Linked DNA regions of Hordeum vulgare: region 2 is linked to region 1. Evidence: chromatin contacts called from public Hi-C data. All regions are on one chromosome and are shown on one strand. Each heading gives the region's core, a stretch centred on a gene start, on an enhancer-like site or on the middle of the called end of the contact. The rest is flanking DNA. Distances are from core to core; before and after follow the strand shown.

Region 1 (6,445 bases), core at 2,312-4,811:
TTTGGGGAGCCCTCGGAGGGGTGGCCGGCCAAGGTGGGCTCCACCATGGAGCCTCACTTGCCCCACTTGCTTTCCCTTTGTGCCCTAGTGAACGACCACTTTTATGGGGCTTTTGGGTATTTCAAGTGCCACCCCACCCCTTGAGTTTTCCTATAAATAGAGGTGGAGATGCACTCTCCACACTCACTCTTTCTCACATACACATGCCATGCATGATCTGGCTTTCTCTCTCCCTCCGAGTGAAATAGTTCCGTAGAGCCAAAAGGTTGTGTGGGTTCCGACAGGAACTAGTTCTCGACGGCGAAACCCTGCCGGATAGATGACACCGTATGTGTGCAACTTTGTAGAGAGATCGTAGTTTCGGTCTTAGTTCATGAGTGCCTCCCGAAGGGTTGTCCGAGTTTCGAGGGTCCTCCCGAAGTGTTGTCCGAGTGATCGTTCGGTTTTCGATGGTCCTCCCGAAGGGTTGTCCAAGAGAGCGTCTGAGGGACTGTCAGACCGCCTCCAGGAGGGCTGTCAGAGGGGCAGACGAGGGAGTACATCCTCGCGGTTGGGAGGTTGTAAATCCTAGCTACGGGGATCTGCAGCACCGATCGTCATCGACTCTACTTCCGCTGCGCTACAAGTCGGTAACGAAAAGATCGAACCTTGTATGCAGTCTCCATAGTGATTCTGGGCGTGCTCGTAGGTCGGATTTTTTTTTTGTCGCGTTCCCCAACAAAGAGAGTCGCCACCCCTCCGCATCCGCGTCGGTCGAAACCAGATCTGCACCGATAGCCACCGTCGCTGCACATCGGGGCCGCCGACACAACACCAAGGTCGTCCGCAGAGAAGCCACCGGAACACCACATCTGCAGGACCGACGAAGCCGTCATGCCGCCGCCACGAGCATGGCTAGGAGGGCCGCCATCCCACCTCACCCGCGTCGGCCGGACCTGGAAGCGCAAGATCGAGCGCCGACGCACCGCGGAGTCGACACGACTGGGCCGTCGAGCCAAAGAATGAGTGCCTCCCACCATCGAGGGAATGAAGCCGCGGTGCAGCAAGCGCCCCACCGCCGCCGTCCGCGGCACGGGCTTAGCTTGGCCGCATCCTCCAGCAACGACGAGGGGGAAGGAGGAAGAGGGAGGGGCTGGCGGCCCGGCAGCTAGGGTTCCTCGAAGTCGCGTGGGGCCGACAAGGGGTCGGGTGGTTGCAATTGGCCAGTGTGACTATCATCACATGAATGAATATCTGCTTAACTATCACTGTATTATTATTTGTCACCGATGGAGTGACCAAAAGAGGACGAGAGGATAGGTCCAGCCAGCTAGCTCGCACACACATACACAAGGGAAGAAGAAAAAATGGTGCCCCACTCATATCATACCTAGGCTTTGCACTCATTCTCTTTTCTTTTCACCTCACTTTGAGCCGGCTGGGTGCTACTGCTGCTGCTACTTGGCCTTTCTCTCTTTCCTCTTTACACTGCCCTTTTAAGCCGATGGGAAAGATCTCCTGAAAACCGAAATCTTTCCAATCCTAACTTACCAATCAGCTGTAATAATTGCACAATCACAAGAATCAAGTCCTGCCCCCCTATTTAGCCACACCCTACCTCTGAGACAAAAAAAAACGCTGCTCAATCAAGCTAATGAAAAAAAGGCTAAGGCTAGGGGGCTGAGAGCAATTAGCAGCAGCCAGAGTGCGAGCTGAACTCCAGCTCCAGCTCCTCCTGCTGCCTACTGGCGCTGAGGCGAATGCAGCCTCTTCCTCTTATTGTCGGTGACTGCCGCCGCCGAGGTGGTGGCAATGGCAATGGCGTTATTGTCGTTGGCGGCCATGGCCATGGCGACGGAGGTGTCCGGGCTCCCGACGTGGGCGGCGGCGGAGACGCCGGAGGAGGCCACCTCCCTGCTCGACTGCATGGACCTGTCCTCCTCTTGAATCATCACGCTGTAGCAGGAATACACATGCCCCTGCCACGGAGACGAGCATTTACTCATCATTGCCCCTTTTCACCAACAGATTTCCAAAAACGGCGGGGCTATTATGATGGGGGCTTACGGTGTGTAATTGCTGCCATGATGTGCCCAGGATCGCCTTGAGCTCCTCGTCTAGGCTCGGGGCCGTCCCCTCCCCGCCGCCGCCGCCGCGCGCGACGAGGATGGACGCCAGCGCCATGGTCGACGGCTGGTACTCCACCGAGCTCATCGCTGCACACACACACACACATGATGGGATCTTTTTATGATCCGATCCGACGGGAAAATGGGATGGAAGAACGGGAGCAGGGGGAATGGTCTGACCTTTGATGGAGGCGAAGATGCACTTGACGGCGCGCAGGACGATGGCCTTGCGCTCGTCGTGCCGGAACCTGGCCGCGAAGCAGCTCAGGTAGGGGAACGGGGTGCCGGCGATCATCTGCCAGTTGAGCGTGCCGAGGACGAGGAGCTCCATGCGCAGGATGGAGGCGCTGTCGAAGTCGTACTCGTCCGGCCGGAACTCCGGCAGCCGCGGCACCCGGTGCTCCTCCACCTTGGCCGCCAGCGAGAGGCAGGCCACCGAGAGGAGCTGCAGGGCCCACTCCTTCCCCCTCTGGATCCCCAAAAACGGCAATGCGGAAGTCAGGCATTACATCGAACACTCGACGGCAGAACAGGACAGAACAGAGCAGAACAGAGGAGGAAGGCAATGGCGGCGCAGGGTGATTGATTGTTTTAATTACATCGACTCGCCGCTGCGCCAAGAACCGATCGAGGTACGTCACCGCGACGTACGCCGTCTTCCCGCTGAAGAGGAACCTCGCGTTCGTCTGCCAACAAGCACGCATATGGAAACCATTGAACAAAGATCCGATTTTGAGCAACAAATTTCGTGTGGGAAAAGAAGGCGCGAAGAAGCACCTTGACAATCCAGTCGACGCACACGGCGCGCGCGGCCTTGGTCCACTCGTCCAGCTCGTCGCCCCACGTGCCGCCGCCGGCGGCGGCGCCCTCCTTGGAGAGCATGAGCGCGACGTACTCGTCGTCGCGGTCGAGGAGCAGGAGACCGTCGTCGGCTGCCAAGCCGTCGGCGGGGCTATAGTCGTCGTCGTCGAGGAAGAGGTCGTTGCCATCCTCGAGGCAGATGAGCGTGGAGGTGGGCGTGGCGGCGGAGGTGGACGCGTCCCCCATTGGCGGCGTGGCGGCGGGCGTGAATCAATCACAAGAGGCCGTCCCCGTGCATGCGCGGGGAAAAAGGAAGGAAAGAGCGAGGAAAGAAGAGGATCTGGCGGTGGCGGAAGCAGCGGGGCGGGGGGAAAGGAGGCACGCGGTGCGGCGGATGAGTTGGAACAGAAATGAGAAAAGGATTCCTCCCTCGCCGCCCGCCCGCGCCCGCGCCCGCGCCCGGCGAAAGGGGAACCGAATCTGCAGTTAGAGAGACGGATTGGAGAGAGAGAGAGAGAGAGAGAGAGAGATGGATGGGAGGTTGAGGCGTAGGTGGCGTGGCGCGTGGGCTGTGGGAAGGGAGGGATGGACGGATGCGTGCGGGGTTTCGCGCCAGTGGTGGCGGAGAGACGGGAAAGGGTTTAGCACCAGACGACGAATGGCGGGCGTGGTCCGCTGGTCCTGCGGGACGGACTCTGCTTTGCCCGGCTGCGGGTGCGGGGTGTATCTAATCTACGTACCACGCATGGTCTACGTGCAGCATACTGATGATCGCCGTTAAGTGCTCTTTGTGACCGGATCTCGAGCCTACGTGAGCATGGCTGCATGTATATGAACTGTACCTCGTATTCCTGAGGGGCGATCCTGCGAGAAGGCTCGTATTTATACCAGCTTTAACACATGACGTTTGTGGCGCCGGCTTTTTGCGGAGCGTATCTCTGCATTTTTACCTGCATGAGGTTGTGTGTATCTGTATCTTGGTTTTTTAGTACTGTTATTAAATGCATATTAAATTTATTAAAGGATGCATATTTATCGTAGATATACTCACTACTCCCTCCATATACGCATATAATGACATTTTCAACGGTGATCCACAAACCGTTCGCATACCTCCGGATCACCCGGCGTGCTTGTATTGGTCTGACGAACGGTTCAGAAATATTTTCTTGCGCAAACCGAAGACAAACATGGAGGCTTTACGGGCGTCCGGACAACACCCAAGCCCGCGTCTGACCCCACCAGCTCACCAAAAAACCCCACCCACCCCTCCCGCGCTTTCCATCCCATGTATCGAGGTTTTTATCACGGCAGATGTTCTCGTAAGAGAACTTAGGTGTGAGGCCATCGCAACTATTTGACGACTTGAGAGGGGTTGGACGGAATCGAGAGACGCGAGTTTACCCAGGTTCGGCCCTTCCGATGGAGGTAAAAGCATACGTCCTGCTTGTGTTTCATTGATGAAGATGATGATTTCGATTACAAGGGTGCGGAATCGCTACCTCTAGTCTCGAGGGTTTCTAATCTGTCTATCTAATGATTTGTCTTGTATAGACCTAACTTAACTTGTCCCTCTTGGGGTGGCCTGCCCCTCCTTACATAGGTTTAAGGGGTAGGCTTGCATAGAGTCCTACTAGGAGTGGGGCTAGTTTCTCTTGAATCATAATCGAGGTCTTGTTTCTCATCGGAGGGAATTCTTCCTCTTCTTGGACCTTCTCCGTGAGCCGCCTTCGAGGCCTCTCCATGACCCGCCTTTGCCGGCTTGCACGCCGGGCCTTGGGCCTCGTCGTCCAAGTCGATCCAGCAAGCGGGGTGACCCATGAGCCGCCAGCTGTATGGGTCGAGTCATACCTCCTGGCCAGGTCAAACCTTCTGACCGGGTCAAACCGTGGGGTATATCCCCGACATTAGCCCCCGAGGTTAGCTTGAATTTATTCATGATAAGCTCTGAAATAAGAATAATAAATATGTTAAGGGACCGACTTGATCCTTGGCCGACTTACTTCAATGAAGTGGCTCCTTGAAAATCCTGATTTCTTTGAGTCGTCTTGACAATCGTCTTGCTCGTCAGTGTCCTATGTAATGGAATATTGGGAATAAAACACCCATATGTCGTTGAGTCGACCTCCAATGCTTTGTCTTGATGAAAATATTGAAGATAAGAAAACCATACGACAACCTGTAAGGGATTTTTATCTTGACCACATCAAACATTATGGGTTCACATCTGCAGTTATGTTCGTCCCCAAAAAGCGGCATTGAGCTTAATCCGCCCTACTAGGTAAGCTGATTTTCCAGGAATAATGCCATAAAAAACCATGGCAGAAGTTTGCAAACTGTTATCGTGAAGGTTCATCCGCCGGAATGTGTCGTAATATAAGATGTTGATGTTGCTTCCTCCATCCACGATGAACTTTGTGAGGGTATAACCACCAACCTGAGGCGCCATCACCAAGGCTAGATCTCTTGGGTTATCAACCCGGGGAGGGTGATCCTCTCTGATCCAAATGATTGGTTGCTCACGCCAGTTGAGGTATCTCGGGATTGTTGGCTCAACCATATTGATGGCTCTCTACTTGCGCTTCTCGTCTTGTTTGCAAGTGTTGGTGATGAAAATGTGGTATTGTCCATTGTTCAACTGCTTAGGGTTGCTTTGAAACCCAGATTGATTGTTATGCTGTTGATTGTCCTCATCAGGATACTGCCCATTGCGAGTGTTTCCTTGTTGCTGAAAACACGATCGCGAGCCACCTAGTTCATTGGAACCTGATCCTAAGAACCCGCTAGGCGAGCCGCCTTGTGAGCGGTTTGACCATACTGACCCGGATGTCCTTCACCATTAGTCACCTGGTGACTCTAGAAGGCTTGATTCCGGAACTCCTCCATAATATAACAATTCTGCCATGAGTGAGTAAATTGCTTGTCTTGGGTACTATGCTTTGTGCAAGGCACCTTGAGCGCTTCCTCAAAATTGTGCGACGTATTCTCATTGTAAGCTCCTCTAGAGTGGCGTTGGTTATGAAACCCAGTATTGGTATTAGCCACAAATTCTCACCCGCCCTCAGGCTGCTTCTGTTTGTTATTTTTGACCTTCAGGTTTTCCACCTTGCTGATTGCTTTTGCCACCTTCACCTTTCTTGTTCTTGCCAACTTTCTCCTCGCCCGGGCCGGCATCCTTCATGTCGTCTGACTCAGCATACCTTGTCGGAACATCCATTAAATCGCCCATATCTTGAGTCTTCCGTTTTAGGCGACCAAGCTTCACAACTAGCAACTCGAAGTGGCAATTTTTCTCCAGAATGAGGACGGCTTGGAAGCCATAATGTTGTCTGACGAGTGGACGATTTTTGCAACCCGACGGGTCCAATGATGAACTGACTCGTCTGTGCACTGGATATAATGTTGAAGACCCACAATTTTCATCGGTCGTTTGCATGTTCCTTGAAAATATCGGATCATGATTGTTGGTGACACCACGTCAAACATGTCACGCCCAAGATGTGACCCTATCCTCAATTTGGCACGAAGGCCTCGTC
Region 2 (6,445 bases), core at 1,034-3,533, 150 kb before region 1:
TGTTTTTGATCTATCATTCTTAAACGGCACTGCAGCATCTATAAAGCCTTGTACCTCATGATTTGCACAGTCAATTACTTATCCACTCAATCCATTCCTTATTTAGTTACAGTATGCCTTATTTTGGTATTTGTTTGAAGGTTGCGAAAGAGAGTGCCGATGTCATCATTCTTGATGACAATTTCTCCACGATAGTCACAGTTGCCAAATGGGGTCGATCTGTGTACATCAACATTCAGAAGTTTGTGCAGTTTCAACTGACAGTCAACGTGGTTGCCCTCGTTGTGAACTTCTCGTCAGCTTGCTTGACAGGTATACCTGAAACTTTGATGCGCTCATTTAAGCTGGCACTAATAACCTGTAAAGAAAAGGGATAGGCTGGTTCTGTAAAATGTGAATAACCTTCAATAACTGAACTCTAAATCAGTTAATTTGATTTAAGGGAGGGGTTTTACTCCATCAGCTTGATTTCGTAAAAGTTCAAATAATATTCTATAGTTGAAGTCTAAACCAGTCATTTCGTATGTTACCTTTAGTGCTGCTTCATGCTCCAATTATATACTCCCTCCGTCCGGAAATACTTGTCCTACAAATGAATGTATCTAGACTTATTTTAGTTATAGATACATTCATTTTATTCATTTTTAGGACAAGTATTTCCGGACGGAGGGAGTATATTAAATGAAAAACAATTCCTGATTGCTACATGTTTTTTCCTTTCAAGTTTTTAACTCATAAGTTGAGATGTAACAGTATTAAGATAACCTACACCTGCAAATTACTATATTAATGCAGCAAACCTTTACTTTCGTAGTTTATTTTGTGACATATATTTCACTGTTTTTCATACTTCTATTTGTCAATTCAGGGAGTGCTCCCCTTACTGCTGTTCAGTTGCTCTGGGTCAATATGATCATGGACACACTAGGAGCATTGGCATTGGCCACAGAACCTCCAAACGACGAACTGATGAAGAGGACTCCTGTTGGAAGGAAAGGAAACTTCATCAGCAACATTATGTGGAGGAACATTATGGGACAGGCAATCTACCAGTTCTTTGTAATTTGGTATCTGCAGACTGAAGGAAAGACACTGTTTGCAATTAAGGGTGACAATTCCGATCTAGTCTTGAACACTCTCATCTTCAATTGCTTTGTATTCTGCCAGGTAATTTTGAAGTTTCTGTTGCATTCATTTAATTTCAAAAAGTCTTATTAATGCATCCTTATTAATAGAACTATAATGCTGTTCTGTCGCTATTATAACATGGCAAAGTATGAACACTTAACAAGGCAACAAGTCTGGCAACTTCATCACCAAATAATAATTTTGAATGAGAGAAAGAAATATAATACTTTTTCTCGGTGATAGTGTGCGAAAATGAAGTGAAGTTTTCGTTATGCAGGTGTTCAACGAGGTGAGCTCCAGAGAGATGGAGAGGATAAATGTATTCAAAGGCATTCTAAACAACAACGTGTTCGTCGCTGTGCTCGGCAGCACGGTCATATTCCAGATCATCATAGTACAGTTCCTTGGCGATTTCGCAAACACCACTCCTCTGTCACTCAAGGAGTGGTTCTCCTGCATTGTCATCGGTTTCATAGGCATGCCTATCGCTGCGATAGTCAAGCTTATCCCGGTGGGTTCTCAGTAGGAGACGACAACTAATTTCCGGTCAGGAACTGAAGTCAGGTAATAGGACTAAGGGCTGATGACGCCAATGCAGTTCGGGCGCTGTTGTGAGCATAAGAAACTGTTCTTTCTGCTATTAATCCGTTTTATCTAGGTGAATCTATGGCCTTCTTTTTTCTTTTGCATTTGATCTTTAGAGGACGAGCCAAGACTGTGGGCTTGATTCTTCAGAAGTGTTTAATAGACCCCTTGTAGTTTCTTTTTTCATGTTATTTTCCTTGGAGTGTTGAAACTTGAAATTGTATGATAAGCTTGCAGCCTTGCACCAACCTAAAGTACTGGAGAGATCTGTTTGATTCGACATGATGTTTGGATTGGCTTGTGTATAAGGTTTCCCCTTTTCCATCTTTGCGCATTTCAGCGTCCAATCCCAGAAATTTAGCCAAAAAATTGATAAGATTTCAATCATTCTTCTTGTCCGGTGTGACTATCACTAAAGCGTGATTCTTTGGAAGTTGCCAAGGAAAACACCACTTTGACAAGGGATATGTTGCGATCCAGATGCCCCCATCAGCATTGAATGTGAGCAGCATGGGCTTTGGCAGTTAGCTTCTTTTGGTCTCCACATCACAGGCGATTGACACACAGGCAGCTTGCTTCCATCACTGCTGTCACCCGGTGCCCGTACCAAATGTTTTTGACCAGTCAAGGCAAGCATTGTATGTTACCACTGCTGTACTACAACAACTCCTACCGCTGCACATGCACGAGGCAAGAAGCAGCATCCACTTGGGATAAAATTCCAACAGCGTCACAGCGTCTCCAAAGCTGACCCCAAACCAAACACTGTATCCATCCGCGGATCGATGAAATGCATTTCAAACTAGATTTCAACAAACAGGGCGAAATTAATGCAAATCGGATGATTTTCCATATAAACCGGAGCACGTTCATTATATTTTTGACATTTTCACTAAAAAAACAATCGGGCCTAAACCTAGCCTACGGTGTTGTCTGTCCTCCATCGTCCTTGTTGTTTGTTTCCGGTGTTGGTCGGGTTCATCTCGTTTCCATGAGTGACGGCGGTGAGACCTGTGAAGTGAAAGTGCAGCTAAGTAGGACATGAGAGACGGACCGACCCACTTGGGATTGGATGCACTACTCTTCATCGGAGTTCGCGACCTGTCCGTCACTAGTGCACGTGAGGTCCACGATGGACGTGGACGGGGCGGCATGCTCGTCGTCCCACCGGCGTCCACGGGAATTCGTTGGTGGCGCATAGGATGAACAACTAGCGGTGTTCTCGTCCATGATCGCATGCGTCGCCAGCGCTGCCTCCGCATTGATTGCGCCATGACTGGGTTGCGAGCGACGACGTGAGCGCGTGCAGCCTCGTAGAGCGCCCGCTGCTTGGCGACGAAGTTGAGGTTCGCCACGATCTTGGCTGCCATGACATCCTTGCTCATGCACTTGCCGTAGATTTGGCCCTCCACGAGCCAGTGTTGTTCCAGGAGGAAGAGGTTGTACCGCCGCTCTCCTATACCTGCCGAAACGCTGACATAGCCACGACTCCTCCTTCGTCATGACGACCTTGAAGCCGACATGGACCGGCGTGGGCGCAAGCGCCGAGTGGTCGTCGGAGCCCATCTCCGTCATGGGGTCGTCATCGCACACCTCCATGGAGCTGGCCAGCATGTCGGCCTCTATCCGCCTAGCACGACGGCTCTGCCAAGAGACCGCGAGTATGGCCACCTCGAGCTTTTGCTCTGTCGACGTGCTCTCCTACAATGTGTTCCAGCTCGCGATCATGCGGATGTGGTGCACGAGAAGAGGGTACGGAGCGGACGTACTGTCATGAGGTTTGAGTGGGGAGTGTCCACCTTTAAATAGTGGATGCCGGTAAGGCCAGACGTCTGGGTGGGTCCATGTGCGGGGGACTGAAGTTAGTTTCTCGATCGACATTCCTGTTTAATGGCAGCAGATGGACGAACGGGCATCTCGTTTGAATGTTGTGGGATCTAAAGGGTAGGTCTAGAGGGAGTGAATAGACACTAACAAGGCAAAAAGTGCAGTTTAAATTTTTTGGTACTTAGGCATATTTTAACACAAGTTAAGTGGCAAGCAATACAATCTACACATGCATATCTAGATTATGGGTAGAGAATGTAAAATACATGCAAGTGCAAGAAAGTGATGGTAGAGTTTGGAGAAGATCAAACGCAATGAAGACACGATGATTTTGTCGTGGTACCGATAGGTGGTGGTGTGGTGCTATCATATGTCCACGTGATGGAGACTTCAACCCACGAAGGGTAACCGTTGCACAAGTCCATGAAGGTCTCCCCCATGAAGGGGCCACGAAGAAGCAACCTTGTATATGTCATCCTGGGTTACATCCACGAAGGACTAGCCACTCGAGTTGATCTTCATGAAGTAAGCTATCTCTTTGCCCTTACAGATCCCTTGGTTCAACTCCACAAGCTTGGAGGCTCCCAAGTGACAACTAACCAATCTAGAAGGCACCACTCTTCAAAAGTTAAAATATGTTGCTGTTGATGATGAACTCCTTGATGTTGTGCTTCGAAAGATAGTCTCCTTAGCAGTCAAAAATCTCTCACATATTTTGGCTATGTGGTAGGAAAGGGATTTGAGTGGAAAGCAACTTGGAGAGGCTAGAGATCAAAGATCATTGGTTGGAGTGGAATGCTCTTGATCTCAACACAAGGGTAGGTGGTTCTCTCTCAAAACATGTATATGAGAAGTTTGAGCTTCGAACTGGTTGCTCTATGGGAGTTGGTGGAATGGGTGCGGGTATATATAGGCAACACCAAAATCCATTTGTTACACACCTTTATGCACTACTCGTGGGATCGGGTGATACACTCAAAGAGGCCGACTAGTACAAAAGGTTTGAACTTTAGGCTTTTCGGTGAGAGTGGATGAAACGCCTAAGTGGGACTAACTGATTCCGACTTAAGAACTTTCCGCACTTCGGTTTCATTGATTGAAACCACTCGGAAATTCCGAAGTGAAGTCAGCAGGTAACAGAAGGTTGGCAAGTGCTCTTCAGTGGGACGGAAGGGCCAACTCGATGAGACCAATATGCTATAGTTTAGGCAATGGCTATGTCAAGTGTATCTTGGTGGGTACGACTAGATGTGTTACAGTGGGACTGAGATTGATTTTAGGGTTTTGGACATAGATGAATGTGAGAGTGTGACTAAGGATTTTGGAGAATTTCTCTAAGCACTTGAGCAGTTAGACCATGATCAAAACCACCCCCCCTTTTAATAGCATAGGTTTCCCCGTGGACTCAGTGTGATCGTGCATCACTAAAACAAAAATGTAGAGTCTTGAAGCTTTGTCAACATCGTTCCTTATTAGCTTGAAGGGTCCGCTTCTCATTCCAAACACTTTCCTACGTTCAACTTTTCCTGAAATATACTTAAGGAAAAAATTAGTCCAACAATACGTATGTTGGCATGAATTACCAAAACTACCAAGGGAGTGAATGTGCTTTCAAATGTGGTACATATTCTTCCCCTCTCATATAATAATGCCTCTCCGACAATGAACAAGTGTTGACACCATGGATGTGACGCGAGCGGCACTACTACATCCATTTTGCATCATGTTTTCCTGTTGATATTTATAATGTTTTAAGTCATTATTTCACATGATGCAACCCTTATAACTTTTCTCTATTATTTTGCAAGATTTATACAAAGAGGGAAATCACCGGCAACTCAAATTCTGGACCGGAAAGGGCTATAGAAGAGCTGGATATTTTATGGACTCCAAATGACCTAGAAATTAATAGAGAATTATTTTGAAGTGGGCACAAGCCCGAGGGGCGCACCTTACCCCCAGGTTGCGCCACCTGAGCTTGTGGCCCCGTGGCAGCCCTTTGAAGTCCATCTTCTCCTATATGATGCCATTGGCCCTAGAAAAAATCATAAGATTTATTTTCGGAAAAAGCGCCGCCATCTCGAGGCGAAACCTGGGCAAGAGCACTTTTGCTCTCCGGTGGAGCGATCCAGGGGAAATTTCCATTCAGGAGGGGGAAATCAAAGCCATTGTTATCACCAACGCTTCCTCCTTCATGGGAGGACCCATTTCCATCAACATCTTCACCAACACCCTCTCATCCCAAACCATAGATAATCTCTTGTATCCAATCTTTATCCCTAAATCTCGTATTGATACATGGGGGTTGCTAGTAGTGTTGATTAGACCTTGTAGTTGATGCTAGTTGGTTCACTTGGTGGAAGATTATATGTTTAGATCCTTAAGCATATCCATTACACGTGTGATATTGAACATGATGATGATTTATGAGTAGTTACTTTTGTTCCCGAGGACATGGGATAAGTCTTGTTATAAGTAATCATGTGATGTTAATATTCGTTGGATATTTTGATGATGTATATCTTGCTCTTCCTTTAGTGGTGTAATGTGAATGTCGACTACATGACACTTCACCATACTTGGGACTAAGGGAAAGCATTGGGGAGCAATAGTTATATGATGGGTTGCGAGAGTGATAGGATCTTAAACCCTGGTTTATGCATTATTCCATAAGGGTTTGCTTTGAATCCACATGTTTCATGCTATGGTTAGATTTATCTTTATTCTTCTTTCGTAGTTGCATATGCTTACGAGAGGGGGTAATCATAAGTGGGTTGTTTATTCAAGTAATAAAAACAACCTAGAAGTGGTCCAACCACATATCAAATTATCAAAGTACCAAATGCGAATCAACTAAACACGATGAACGTGACTAGACAACAATTCCCATGTGTCCTCGAGAGCG

The links. Hi-C and Micro-C count contacts between places; a contact is called where the count stands out from the background.
Region 2: a Hi-C map of leaf shows a contact between it and region 1, with 5 times the contacts expected there. The contact joins the enhancer-like site here to the promoter of LOC123449393 in region 1. A contact is called at or near these places in 1 of 6 Hi-C or Micro-C datasets (leaf) and 1 of 1 datasets of contacts at active chromatin or transcription factors (embryo).

What each region holds. Positions count from the first base shown.
Region 1 is chr4H:543,679,224-543,685,668 of MorexV3_pseudomolecules_assembly, reverse strand. It overlaps LOC123449393 (cyclin-D5-3-like), which reads right to left and starts at 3,561. Exons shown (of 5, transcript XM_045126604.1): 1 at 2,886-3,561; 2 at 2,708-2,794; 3 at 2,289-2,577; 4 at 2,047-2,195; 5 at 1,231-1,958. The coding sequence starts at 3,155. The coding sequence ends at 1,722.
Region 2 is chr4H:543,832,254-543,838,698 of MorexV3_pseudomolecules_assembly, reverse strand. LOC123449394 (calcium-transporting ATPase 2, plasma membrane-type-like) reads left to right here. Exons shown (of 7, transcript XM_045126605.1): 5 at 141-312; 6 at 869-1,167; 7 at 1,406-1,993. The coding sequence ends at 1,654. Among protein-coding and RNA genes, the nearest start is that of LOC123449394, 7.3 kb to the left of the region's middle. Within about 2 kb of position 2,283, at least 2 of the 3 cell types and tissues checked have open chromatin away from gene starts, as enhancers often do. A contact at or near this core is called in leaf, where this site is marked.